Linked DNA regions of Zea mays: region 2 is linked to region 1. The links are chromatin contacts, called in public Hi-C maps. All regions are on one chromosome and are shown on one strand. Each heading gives the region's core, a stretch centred on a gene start, on an enhancer-like site or on the middle of the called end of the contact. The rest is flanking DNA. Distances are from core to core; before and after follow the strand shown. Region 1 overlaps LOC100216619. Region 2 holds the start of LOC100279947.

Region 1 (6,369 bases), core at 1,877-4,376:
GGCCCACATGGCGGCGAGAAGGCAAGCTGTGCGCGGCAGAGGCTGGTGGGTGACTGACCGCGCGAGCCCCACATGTCATACCCGAGCGCGCGTTGTCATCACGAATTGGGCCGCGGAGAGATGGGCCAGAGAATGTATTCAGCCCAAGATGGGTTTTATTCTTTTCTATTTTCTGTGTTCTTCCCTTTTCTATTTCAAATCCCATTATAATTTGAATTTAGGTCTAAGTTTCATATTCAAAAACAAATGCACAAACAAAAGTATTCCAGCATGAATATGATTTGTTTTAATTTATTTATTTATTATATTATTTAATCAAATGCTTTCAAATATAAAATTCATACAAACTTAACATAGAGAATGGGTATTTTAAGAAATATATTCTCTAATATAAAATTCTTTAGAGAATAAGTATAAATATTCATTTCAACCAAGGGGTAACAAATTCATATAGAGATTCTTTTATTTAAATCTTTATTAGGAACGTGTTATTTTAGGTGATGTTGCATCAAATGTAAGAAAATTTTACTGGAAGGCATTCTAATAACACAATCCTTGGAGAACTTTTTACTAAACTTTCAAAAATAAGATTTTGGGTGTTATATATATATATATATATATATAGTCCGTACGACCACCTGTCTCGTTGAAGGTGTTAAAGTTAACAAAGGACGACACGACCACGGTCTAATCTACTTTTAACACCCACAACGATGGTCAAAGCGCGAATACATGGTACTATTCCCCACTCGGACCACTATTTCAACTACCCAGAGCGTGACTACATGCAACGTCTAATCTCGGCCCCGGAAGAAATCTTCGCCTCGCTCGAGCTTCACCTCGGCCAACTGCTCCAACAGGGAAGTACGCGCATTAAATGCCACATGCTCTCCCACGAATCCTACTGAAAGACAGGAAGGCTATACAAAACAACAAGATTGGTGCCCATTCTACTTTCCACCGTTCATGATGACATCCGGAACAGATTACCACGCAATTTTTAACCATGTCGAGTACCGTGTCAACCACTCCGACTCGACACACTCATCCACACTGTACAGGACGAGCTCGGACACACGCCCATGCTCCCGAACCCAGTCTCGGCTATCTACCTAGTCAAAGGAATAGGCTACGGGGATAGGGCGTCCTTCTCCTAACCAAAGACGACAACAAGGACGAGGGTGATCCCGCGAGTCATGCCGCTACAGGGCTCGGACACACCTCCAACCACAACAACAGTATAGCAACACCTTTACACCTGGGCCTTCTCCTTACGACTATAAAAGGAGGAGCTTGGGGCCTTCTATAGGCAGGTCGAAGACAACACTTCACTGCTCATTCGTCACCCCACTCCTGATATTGGCACTCGCCTCAATCATACTCATAGACTTAATAGACACTTAAGAGTCACTCCCTCTCTCAACTTGCTTGTATCCCCTACTACGAGCAATTAGGTGCAAGACAATACAAGCATCCTTCTCCCGCTAGATGTAGGGCCTTCTCTTGCCCGAACCAAGATAAATATTATGTGTCTTCTTGCATCAACCATCCGGGACAAAGACACACAGGACAAATTTACTAGTCGGCAGTAGTGGCAGATCTACAGGAATGTCAGCTATATATATATATATATATATATATATATATATATATATATATATATATATATATATATATATATATATATATATATATATATATATATATATATATATACAAAAAAATAAAAAATATATTTTTTAAAAAAATTAACATAAAAAAGAATGTTGCATTAATGGTCCTATAGATTGTGCTTACATTGTGTTCATTCTTATAGCCTTATGATCTATCTACCTAATAAAGTCTTGAGATGGTCTATTAGACGGACATATATGCTTATAAAGTGGACAGTCCAACGCACGTCGGTGTCGGCGGACAGGTGTTCCACAGCTACGGGTCGGAGCCAAGGTTTTACTGCGGAGGAGAAGGAGCAGCAGCGAATCCTCCACGCAGATATATGCCGGGCAAGAGCGCGAGGTAAGGTAGGCAGATTTGGCCCAGGCAGGCGACTCGATGTCGACGGCCACATCCGACAAGGCTGCTGCCCAAGTGGCTGGTACGTACGTACGGACTCCGGAGCGCCCAGACAAAAAAAGATTCCGTGTCCTCCTTCGTACGCTTGCCTGCTGTCTAGGCTCCTCCGCTCACGTGCGTGCGTCCATGGATGGACATCGGACGATCATTAAAAATATCAAGTGTATATATATATATATATATATATATATATATATATATATATATATATATATATATATATATATATATATATATCTCAAAGTCGCGCGCGACAAGTTTGGAGGTAGGTGTAGCAGGCGAGACTATTTTATGTTTGCAGTGCAGTGCAGTGCAGCGCAGGGACCTGGAGCGCGCAACACAACAACATGGCGGCGAAGGTTCGCGCAACGAGTGCAACCCGGACAGGGAAACAACGCACCACTAGTTCGTCTACTTCCTGTCTTCTCCGGCGGGATCACGCAGCCTTTTTTTTGTTTTTTTGAAGAAAAAAAATTTGAGCTGACGAAGCGGAGGAAGCACGGATCAAACTCTTCGGGTTCAGTGTATCAATCAGATCAGTACGATCGACAGTGTAGCAGTAGGTACTCTAGCTGATACTAGTCGTAGTTTGAAACCGGCGTTGCACGAGCACCGCCACCACTTGGGCTCCAGAATATTCAGCCGCGCTTGAGAACCCCGACTATTCTCCGTACTGCAGCCGTTGCACGGGGCCGTACCCCGTATGATCGTCCTCTCGTCCTGTCCAATCATACATCCCAGAGGTTGGCGGCCGCACCGATCCACTGACACTGACGTCCCAGAGCTTCAGCTGCACCCAGCTCAAAAACCGCACAGCCATACACAGTTTTGTCATTGATTTTTCCTTCTTTTTTTTCCCTCTCCTGTAACCATCAACACACACACGCACACACACACAAAATCGTAGTGAGAAAGCCAGGAAGCTGATCAGTGGCAAATGGCAACCCACGCACAACAAGGCCCGCCACAAGTCAAGCCTAGAACAGGACAGGGACTGTGTGCAAAGCAAAGCCGCATCGCCGCACTGGACCACTGCCTAGTGCCACTCCATCTTGCTAGCTGACGGAGAACCATATAGCCGTACGGCGACCGTGCTCCCACCACATCCACGCAAGGCACTTCGGTACGCTCACCCAACCATCGGTCGAGGCTTAGCTAACAGATGATTTTGAACGATCCAGTTGAGTTGGTGGCACTGCCACATGAACCTTGGTCGCTGTCTGAATAGCGGTGCACAGTCCAAAAAAAATCAGGGCGTGCAGGTGTAGCTAACGAGCTCCCTCCAGCTACAACGCGAATCCATCGTACTCGACAAGTATAGCGGCGCACAGTACACGATATTAGAACAGTAGAATTTACAGAATGAACGTCAAGGATGGAAAATGGTATGCTCTCCGACATCCAAACACTGCACAAGGCATTTTAGAAACGCGACTTCTCACACTATCTGAATGGCAGTGCAGGTTTACGGCACCTTGGTGGTTTCTGACCGTATGTATGTCCTATACAGGGCAACAAAAAATTGGGGGCAGACGGTGGGTTTTACTGTCATTAGGGTTACACTCGAGATTCTCTTACTAAAAGAAACATGTTCAGTCGAGCGCCCAACACTCGTTGGAAATTAGGAACACGAAACAACAAACAAACAAACAAACAAACAAACAAAAAACAAACTCATCGTCAGGGCTACGTTTTGCCAACCTTTATCAATTATCTACACTAGACCTGTGGACTATCCGAGGATGCTTTGTTATTGTACTTCTTCGCGGACATCATTCCTCTTCCTGCGGCCAAACCCACATCTACAGATGAATTCAGGGACTGGCCCCTCATCACCAGCAACCCAAGGATGCTCAGCCGCAGCCTGCAGCGTGATGCGATCCCCTGGATCTGCAAATCAAGCACATGGAAGGAAGGGGCAAGGACATCCATTAAAACAGATAACGTCATGCTTAGAAACTTAGCAAACACCAGGTTATCAGAATCATAGGGTGAGAAAGCGACCAAAAAGGCACCTTTGCAGAGAAGCCTTAGGAGCAAATCAGCAAGTTGGGGGTTCATGTCTCCAGGTATTTGCACAGGATCATTGGCAATCTATTGTGTAACAACCACTCAAGTGAGCTTTACGCAGAGTAATTAAGAAGAAAAAGGGAAGGACAGAAACTTTTTTTTTTTGCACCTTATCATAAGTTTCCTGCAATGTATCCCCAAGAAATGGATAATGCCCAGAAACCATACAATATAAAGTTACACCAACTGCCCATGTATCAGAGGCCCGACCATGGTAGGCTGAACCTGCAATGAAAGAAAGAGAGATACTTCTATCACATTTAGCAATTCTACAATCATATAGCTACCACAATGGAACATCCAGGGAATGCCGCTTTTCCAAAAAAAAAACACCATTATATTCATAGATAACCTGATGATTGACTAATTTTAAGTGCAGCATTTATAGCTTAGTACCAGAGGTAGTTAGTTGTACCTTGACAGCACTCCGGGGCAGTGAAAACAGGAGTGCCAGGAGATCTCCAAAGCATATCATCATCATCCTATGTAGCAAGTAAAACACCAATATACAAAAATTTATAGTCCAGAACAATTTGCCACAAAAACACATTTTGAAAAGATCGAATATATCTACTCAAGTAAAAGAATGTGACAAGTTGCATCCAATGATAAAGTTGTTGGCCTGCCTACTCAACAATGAACATATCCAAAACAAGAACAAGGAAGCATCGTAGTTTGTTGCCAACTCAAGTTATCTTAAAACTACTCTTGAAGACAGGGAGCAAACAATATATTTTAACTTTTTTTCCATCAATACAAACCTGGTTTGAGAAACTCTAAATCTACATAGCCATTTTTTATCAGCATCAACATAGCCTTTTTTGAAAAAAAAAACATCAACATAGCCTTTTAGTCCCAAGCAAGTTGGGGTAGGCTAGAGTTAAAACCCAACAAGATGTCACCAAAAAGAGAAAGAGGGAGAAATGGAAGGGAAAAACTTTTGAGAGCCCTAAAAAGAAAAAGGCCTAATCACGGTTCGGGCACGTGGATAGCTTCTTTCCAAGCATTTCTATCCAAACACAACTCCATTGGGATATTCCATTCCTTCAAGTCTCTTTTGCTTGCCTCCTCCCATGTCAAGTTTGGCCATCCTCTACCTCTCTTCACATTATTGTCCCGTCTTATGATGCCTCTAGGCACCGGAGCCTCTGGGGGTCTCCGGTGGACATGCCCAAACCATCTCAACCGGTGTTGAATAAGCTTTTCTTCAATTGGCGCTACTCCTAGCCGATCACATATGTCATCATTTCTCACTCGGTCCAATCTTGTGTGCCCACATATCCAACGCAACATACGCATCTCTACGACACTTAGTCGTTGGATATGTCGTCTCTTAGTAGGCCAACACTCAGTCCCATATAACATAGCAGGCCTAATCGTCGTCCTGTAGAACTTGACTTTCAACTTTTGTAGCACTCTCTTGTCGCATAAGACTCCCGATGCTTGACGCCATTTCATCCACCCCGCTTTGATCTATGGCTAACATATTCATCAATATCACCATCTCTCTGTAGCATCGATCCCAAATAGCGGAAGGTGTCCTTTGATACTACGTGGCCTCCCAAGCTTACATCTCCATCCTCACTAATTGTAGTACCAAAGTCACATCTCATATACTCGGTTTTGGTCCTGCTAATTCTAAATCCTTTTGACTCTAGGGTCTGACGCCATAATTCTATCTTTCTATTTACTCATTCCTGACTTTCATCTACTAGACTTTCATCTACTAGAAGCATACACTAAGGGATATCTCATTATATATCCCTCGTGACCTCATCTATCACTAAGGCAAATAGATAAGGGCTCAAAGCTGAACCTTTATGCAGTCCTATATTAATCCGGAAAGCATTTGTACATCAGTTGTTCAGACGCTAGTCACAACCTTGTCATACATGTCCTTGATGAGCGTAGCATACTTTGTTGGGACTTTATGCTTATCCAATGCCCACCACATAAGATTCGTAGGTATTTTATCATAGGCCTTTTCCACATGAGATTTCTAGGTATTTTATCCAATGTCCACCACATGAGATAGCCATTTTTTATCAGACCAAGAATTAAAAAAAAACTCAAACTGCGCGGGGAGGGGGGGGGGGGGTAAGGCAGCCCTCAGCTATTATATTAAGAAGACATTCTCACGTAGGTCGAGAACCCCCCCCCCCCCCCCGAACCCTTGCCCTACCCATACACAGCAGCACCGTAGCCTATGTGAGAACAACCGCTACC
Region 2 (6,369 bases), core at 2,768-5,267, 81 kb before region 1:
TCCGGCGACAGGAGCCAAGAGGCCAAGCGATTTGCACTGAACTACTACTACTTAATAAATCACTATAGAAGTGATGTTGCTTCTACTCCACCAAGAGGGTATGCTTCTACTCCAGTAGGACAAAAGCAACGGACGTCGGGGTGCTCCTCCACCCTGGAACCACAATTTCACTACACCGGCGGGGGCATGGTCTGCAGCACCTCCCATCTGCAGAGACGGAGGTGACACGGCTCTGGATCTGCTTGTCCATGAACCGCGACACATTCATCGTGGCGACTTCGAGCTTGCTTCTCCCGCCATGGCTCTCAAGGTCGAAAAGAATGCGGCAAACAGGTGGGATGTGCGGGTGTGAGATGATTGGGGAGACTTTGCCTCATGCAAATATACGGGATGAATCGCCGGAGAAGCGTCACCGCGAAAAAATGGGGAAGGATGCGGGTTCTATCGGAGGCGGAGAAAATGGAGTTTCCCTCGAAAACGTTTTTTCAGGGCCTTTTAGCAATCTCTTGGAGATGCTCTTAGGCCACTTTGCAATTGGCCCTTGCCTTTATCTGATTTGTATGATCTTTAGATGCTAAAAATCATTTTTTATGAGACTTCTAAATTTGTGTTACGATGACTCGTTTTGTCTCTATCAAATAGTAAAATCTATTACTAGCACGGCGAAATAAAACTAAGGACAGATTTAAAAAAACGAGACATAATGAAATTCCAAAGCCCACCTTATCACTAATGGGTCGGATCTTCGTGGAGGAACCGGTGTAAACCAGACATAATGACATAATTTACTGTGGTATTATATGTTTTCGTTGTAACGCACGGGTACCCACCTAGTACCAGTAGATGTAAAAACCAATGACTTTTTTTTAATCAAATCAAACCTCAGAAAATTCAGATTCAAATTACTGATGTAATGGAGAGAGCAGTCTACAATCTGCTTGCCAGAGCCATCAAAAGAGCTTCCAGCTTTGCGTTTTAGCATACAAAATGTGGCCTGTTTTCCGTGCAGCAGGACAGGATCGAGTCACGAAACGGGGAGGCAGGGAGTGGATACGGCTGTTAAGGATTGTCCAGAATGCTAACATGTCACACGGTGTGCTCATCATTGATCATGCACCCACGTGAGCAGTGAGCTGTTACGGACCACTTGCGATAATGTGATCGGATAAGGACGAGAGGTAAAAAGCACGGAACATGACTTCACCGGAGCGTTGTTGTCCCAGCAAGTAATGTTCAGAGAGTACTCGGTAAACAGTTGGTGTAACTGTAATGCTGGGTGACAAAGAAGAAAGGCTTGGGTTGTATGCGCAAGTGTGCTGCATTTTCTTCGCTCTGCTGGGTCGTTGTTTCTTGCAGTTGCAGGTACGACAAGTGAACATGACACAGCAGTCGACAGAGAGGACCTGGAAATCGTCCTATCAGCAAGGCAGCGGTTTGAGCTGACGATGGGGAGTTTCAGGGTGGTCAATCGCGTGGTTAAAGACCTGCAACTGGTGGTGATGGATAACCGTCTTCTCCACCGATGAGTGATGCACATTCCTGACCACTTTATATGTATATATATCGTTTTTGAGTAGCAATCAACGACACAACAAACTTTGTTTTGTCAAAGTAAAAAAAAAAACTCACATGCTGAAATTCCCTTTCTAGTAGGATGACAAAATATTGCTAAAGTCTTACTCGGTTGTCTGGATCAAAAGGATTGAGAGGATTAAATTCTCTTCTAATCCTCTTCGATTTACACGCAACCGAACAAGCCTAAAACAGAAAAATTAGGCGCTGAAAGAATCTACGGAGTATCTCACAAAAGCTATTCAAGCATCCCAGTTTCATGTACATCAACTCTTTGCTCTCGCGGAAATAAAGCACGAAACCAACCTTTCATGATGATACAGCCAAACGAATGCAGGGCGCCCCTTTACGCTTCCGACGAAACAGCCTCAATTTTCTAATCGCAAGTCGACCCATGTTACCTTCTTTCGTTGTCAAAGAACATACATGACTACTTAAACTCCCAAACCAAATATGACACTACCTCCGTTTTCGAATATTCGTCATCTGCTAGCTTATTTTTTAACTAAACCGCGACCAACAAAAAAAACAGGAGTATTTCTTTGCGATACCAACCTTACTTTTTCTTAGATAAGATACTGACACTACCTATGACAAAACAATGAATGAGGTAACTATGTCTATTAGAAAAAAAAATACTCCCTTAGTTTTTTCTTTTATTTGATGTTTTTAGTTTAAAAATGAATTATTCATCGTCAAATATTTAAAAATGGAGGTTAATATATGTTTTTTGGGCACCCGTAACTTCGAGAGGCTCTCTATATTTTTTCTAACCTATATGAATACAACTTTTTTTTAAAAAAAAACCTCCAACAACTATCTTAATGACTATATAAATATGAATATATTTTATTCTAAGTTTTTCGTTAGCCAACTATAAAAAATATATAAACAAGATATAGAAAGTCCGTTAGAGATTGAAAAGATATAGAAAACAATTTTTTATATATATAAATGACTTTCTAAATAATAATTTAGAGAGTGAAATTTAGAAAGATTCTTGAAGATGCCCTAAGTGTCGACATTGCTTTTGAGTGTGCAAGCCTAGAAGTCATGAAATCATAAACTTGGGCATCTAATAGGCCATGTTTGGATCCATCTAGTTTATTAGAAATTGGTTTTTAAAAACTAAAAGGTCTCCAAATAGATCAATTTTTATTCGGTTCCTAAAACTAGTTTCTCATTTTTTTAAAAACCAAGAAGCTGACTTTTCCCAGCTAAAACTAGTTTCTAAAAAACCTGAAGCACCTTTTCTTCTAAAAGTCAGTTTCTAGAAACCATTTTTTTAAAAAAACTAGGGTGAATTTAAACACATCCTTAGTTTTAAAGGTAGTTTTTCGTCGCCAAAAATATAGCGTATCACCGGTACTAGATTTGGTCCAACCATGGCTTTATCCTCCCCATGTTCAACACTCGCAAAAATTAGTGCAAAACGAGCACTTAAACTTATATCCGTCTACTTCAGAAATATAAGACTAACCACCAAACTAAATATCCCTTAGTATTTAGAAAATAATAATAATTATATTTACAGCCTACGTGCCGGTCCCAACGCAAAGGCACATACTAGTCATGGTATAAATATCTTACCTACGTTCACCTTACGGCCGGGCCTTACCTCTATCCATCATGAGGACACTAACAGCGACGTATTAACCCAAACCCAGAGAGCACAGCTACCGATCCTTAATCCTCCTGCAGATAAACACCCTATCAACGCAAATCCCCAGCTCTTCCAACCTCTCCTCTCCCTCCCCATCAGCGCACAGATCTATCGATCACTACGGTTCCATCTCGCACCCAACTAGGCCTCCGATTATTCCGATCGCCAGCGGATCAGATTTATGCAGTCTTACTGCCGCCAGCTCCAGCCATGCCGCGGGGCAGCAGCTTGGACCAGAGCCTGAGCGACGAGGAGCGGTCGGCAGGTACTGGGGCGGTTTGGGTCCGGCGTCGCCGGCAATGTCCGGGATGTCCGACTCCGCGGGCGGCGGGCGTGCGGGCGCAGAGCTGATGGTGGAGCAGTTCCACCTCAAGGTGCTCCACGCCGTGCGCACGCCGCGCCCGCTCGCCGCCGCCGCCGCTGCCGCGTCGTCGTCGTCGTCGTTCAGGCGGAGGGACAGGTGGTTCCATCTCCCGCTCCACGACCCGCCGCCGCCCGAGGCGGCCGGTCGCCTCGACGAGCTGGCCCCCGGGCAGCCGCGTGTGGTGGACGTCCTCCTGTGTCCTGCCACCGCCAGTGGTGTGGGAGACCGAGGGGAGGTGGTGGAGAGGTGGACCGTGGCGTGCGAGCCCTGGCCAGACGCCGCGAGCGGCGAGGAGGTTGCCGTGAACCGGGCGTACAAGCACTGCTTCACGCTGCTCAGGTCCGTTTACGCCGCGCTCCGCGTCCTCCCGGCCTACCGCGTCTTCCGCCTCCTCTGCGCCAACGCCTCCTACAACTATGAGATGGGACACCACGTTGACACCTTCGCCGAGCCCTTCTCGCGCCCTCAGGAGGCCGCCATGCGTTCCCAACGCTTCGTTCCCGTCGAAACCCAGCTCGGTCGCCTCGTCGTTTCCGTCCACTATCTCCCCAGCCTCGCCGGCGTCGCCGCCTTCAACCTCGAGATCACCCCCCTTTCGCCCTCCATGATAATCCCAGACTACGTCGGCAGCCCAGCCGCTGAGCCCATGCGCACCTTCCCGGCCTCGCTTACAGAAGCCACGGGCTCCGGCTTCCCACCGTCCTATGAGCAGCAGCGTCCACACAGCTGGGCTTCACCTGCGTTCTGGCCGCACACGCCGGCACACCAGGCCAGGTTCTCGCCACCTCCAGTGTTTTATGCGTCACCGACGCCATCGCCTCCCCACTTTCCGCCCGGTCTCATGAGGTGGGAGTCTGCGCCAATGCCCATACCACAGGTGAGCGAGAGGAGGAGCCCCGCACACCTCCAGAATATGCTGCCACCGCCTTCGCCGAGAAGAGCAGACACGGGGGCAGCAGGTGCTCTAGAGTTTCCATCTGAGAGTGGCCGGTTGATTGGGAGGATGGAGGAACTTCGGCTAGCTGATCTACATGCGACCTCGTCACCCAGACACAAGGTGATTCATGACTCTATTTATATGTTCAGCTGTCATACTTGTGTGAACTTCAATTCTTCAGAGTGCAAGATTGGATCTTTTTGACGAGCAGGGCTTTGACAGTAGGATACCTGATATCCTGATCAACTGGAATGATCTGTATATATGTATTGACCCTGAGTTAGTAATGGAATAACTAATCTTTGTTCGTTCATTACTAAATTTAGTTTAACAGTATCATATTTGACAGGCTCATTGCACCAGTTTATTTTTAGAGCAAGGTAGAGCATATACTTACAAAATAAAAGAAATGCAGAGTCCAAGTATCATGGTTTCATGTGTTTACAGAACTGATTAAACTGCAAACGGGTTGAACTTTGAACCTAAACTTTGACTCTGAGTTTCTTGCAAGTTATTTGTACAATGCTTTGCTCATTACCATGTTTGATGGAAGTTTTCTTGGCACATACAAAGACATCTAGTCTTATGTTGAACCAATAATCTATAAGATGCTCAATTTAGCTCTTCTTGCGTACATGCTGTGACAATACTGCTTTTGATTCTGTACAGCTTCAGTGGTCCTTGATTGGTGGAAAAATGCATATTGTACTATGTATGTTGAACAATGAAGAAATGTTTAATGTCGTGGTGATTTTACTCTTTACAGTCTGTTGAATCTTAATTATCAATTGAAAGGGCACTCTACCAGTTTGAAAATGATTAAGTTGATCTGTTTTCCTCAATTGACACTGTTTGGGGGATATGCAGGGCAAGGACAATAAAGATGAATCTGGCAGATTCTCTGCACTCTCCTCATGTGATTCACCACGGCAAGATGATCTGGATGATGTGGATTACCATTTTGATGTTGATGATGTTGATACCCCAGTCTCTCAACCTCGGTATGTTTAAAATAATGTCCTTTAAGGCCATTTTTGTTGTGAGTTTCACAAATTCAACCCTATTGGCTTTATCTGGTTCTGACTAGAGAACGTGCATCTCAGAGTTAAATTTGATACCTTTTGAATGCCCAGTAGCACAGTAATAACTTCCGTTCATATAGATAGACCGACTACTGTCTTGTGGTAGGGCATGAATGCATTGGAGATATGAATTTCATGGATTATTCTTTGTCGGTAGAGATTAAAAGGTGGGGCACATTTCAGTTAGCTAATTGTTTGTGTATCTAGATGTTAAAGAATGTTAGAGCTATATTCTTGGCATATGTAAGCTTTCATTTCTTTCATGTAGACACATAATTGATCTTGTCAAAATTCTGCACATGATGAGATTGGTGTTACTACGAGGATTTAAAACCTTGGCATGAAAAAGGTACCTATAGTATTTCATTAAGTGAAGTTGTTTTTTTTTCATTTTATTGTACAAATTAGTGTGTTGGGAAATTAGTTTAGAACAATCAGATGGAAATCAATTTGAGACTTTTAGTCTGCTGCTGAAAGCATTTCTTTCAGTGCTGTATCTGTGAGGAACCAGTCCTAGATGGCCCTGAGCCCAAGTGTTGTGACCAGTTTTACCACAAGGGCATGTAGGAAAAGGGTGACATCAGACAGATTGAGGCCTCATTTGGCAGAGCTCCGCTCCATGATTCTCTAGCTCCAAGAGCTAATTCTCCAATAGAGTGATTCCAAATGATTCTCAAGTAGAATTGAATCTATTTGACGAAAACCGTTTGGCAAATTGTGAGTGATGTGATTCCTGAGGGGTTGGAGTGTG

What was found. Hi-C and Micro-C count contacts between places; a contact is called where the count stands out from the background.
Region 2: a contact with region 1 is called in a Hi-C map of leaf, with 5 times the contacts expected there. The contact joins the promoter of LOC100279947 here to the enhancer-like site in region 1. A contact is called at or near these places in 4 of 25 Hi-C or Micro-C datasets (endosperm, leaf and leaf mesophyll).

The regions. Positions count from the first base shown.
Region 1 is chr10:135,823,213-135,829,581 of Zm-B73-REFERENCE-NAM-5.0, reverse strand. LOC100216619 reads right to left here. Exons shown (of 13, transcript NM_001143032.1): 10 at 4,559-4,625; 11 at 4,253-4,368; 12 at 4,089-4,167; 13 at 3,598-3,963. The coding sequence ends at 3,824. Among protein-coding and RNA genes, the nearest start is that of LOC100216619, 20 kb to the right of the region's middle. Within about 2 kb of position 3,126, at least 18 of the 20 cell types and tissues checked have an H3K27ac peak or open chromatin away from gene starts, as enhancers often do. A contact at or near this core is called in endosperm, leaf and leaf mesophyll, where this site is marked.
Region 2 is chr10:135,905,396-135,911,764 of Zm-B73-REFERENCE-NAM-5.0, reverse strand. LOC100279947 reads left to right here and starts at 4,017. Exons shown (of 3, transcript NM_001152897.1): 1 at 4,017-4,656; 2 at 5,404-5,537. The coding sequence starts at 4,021.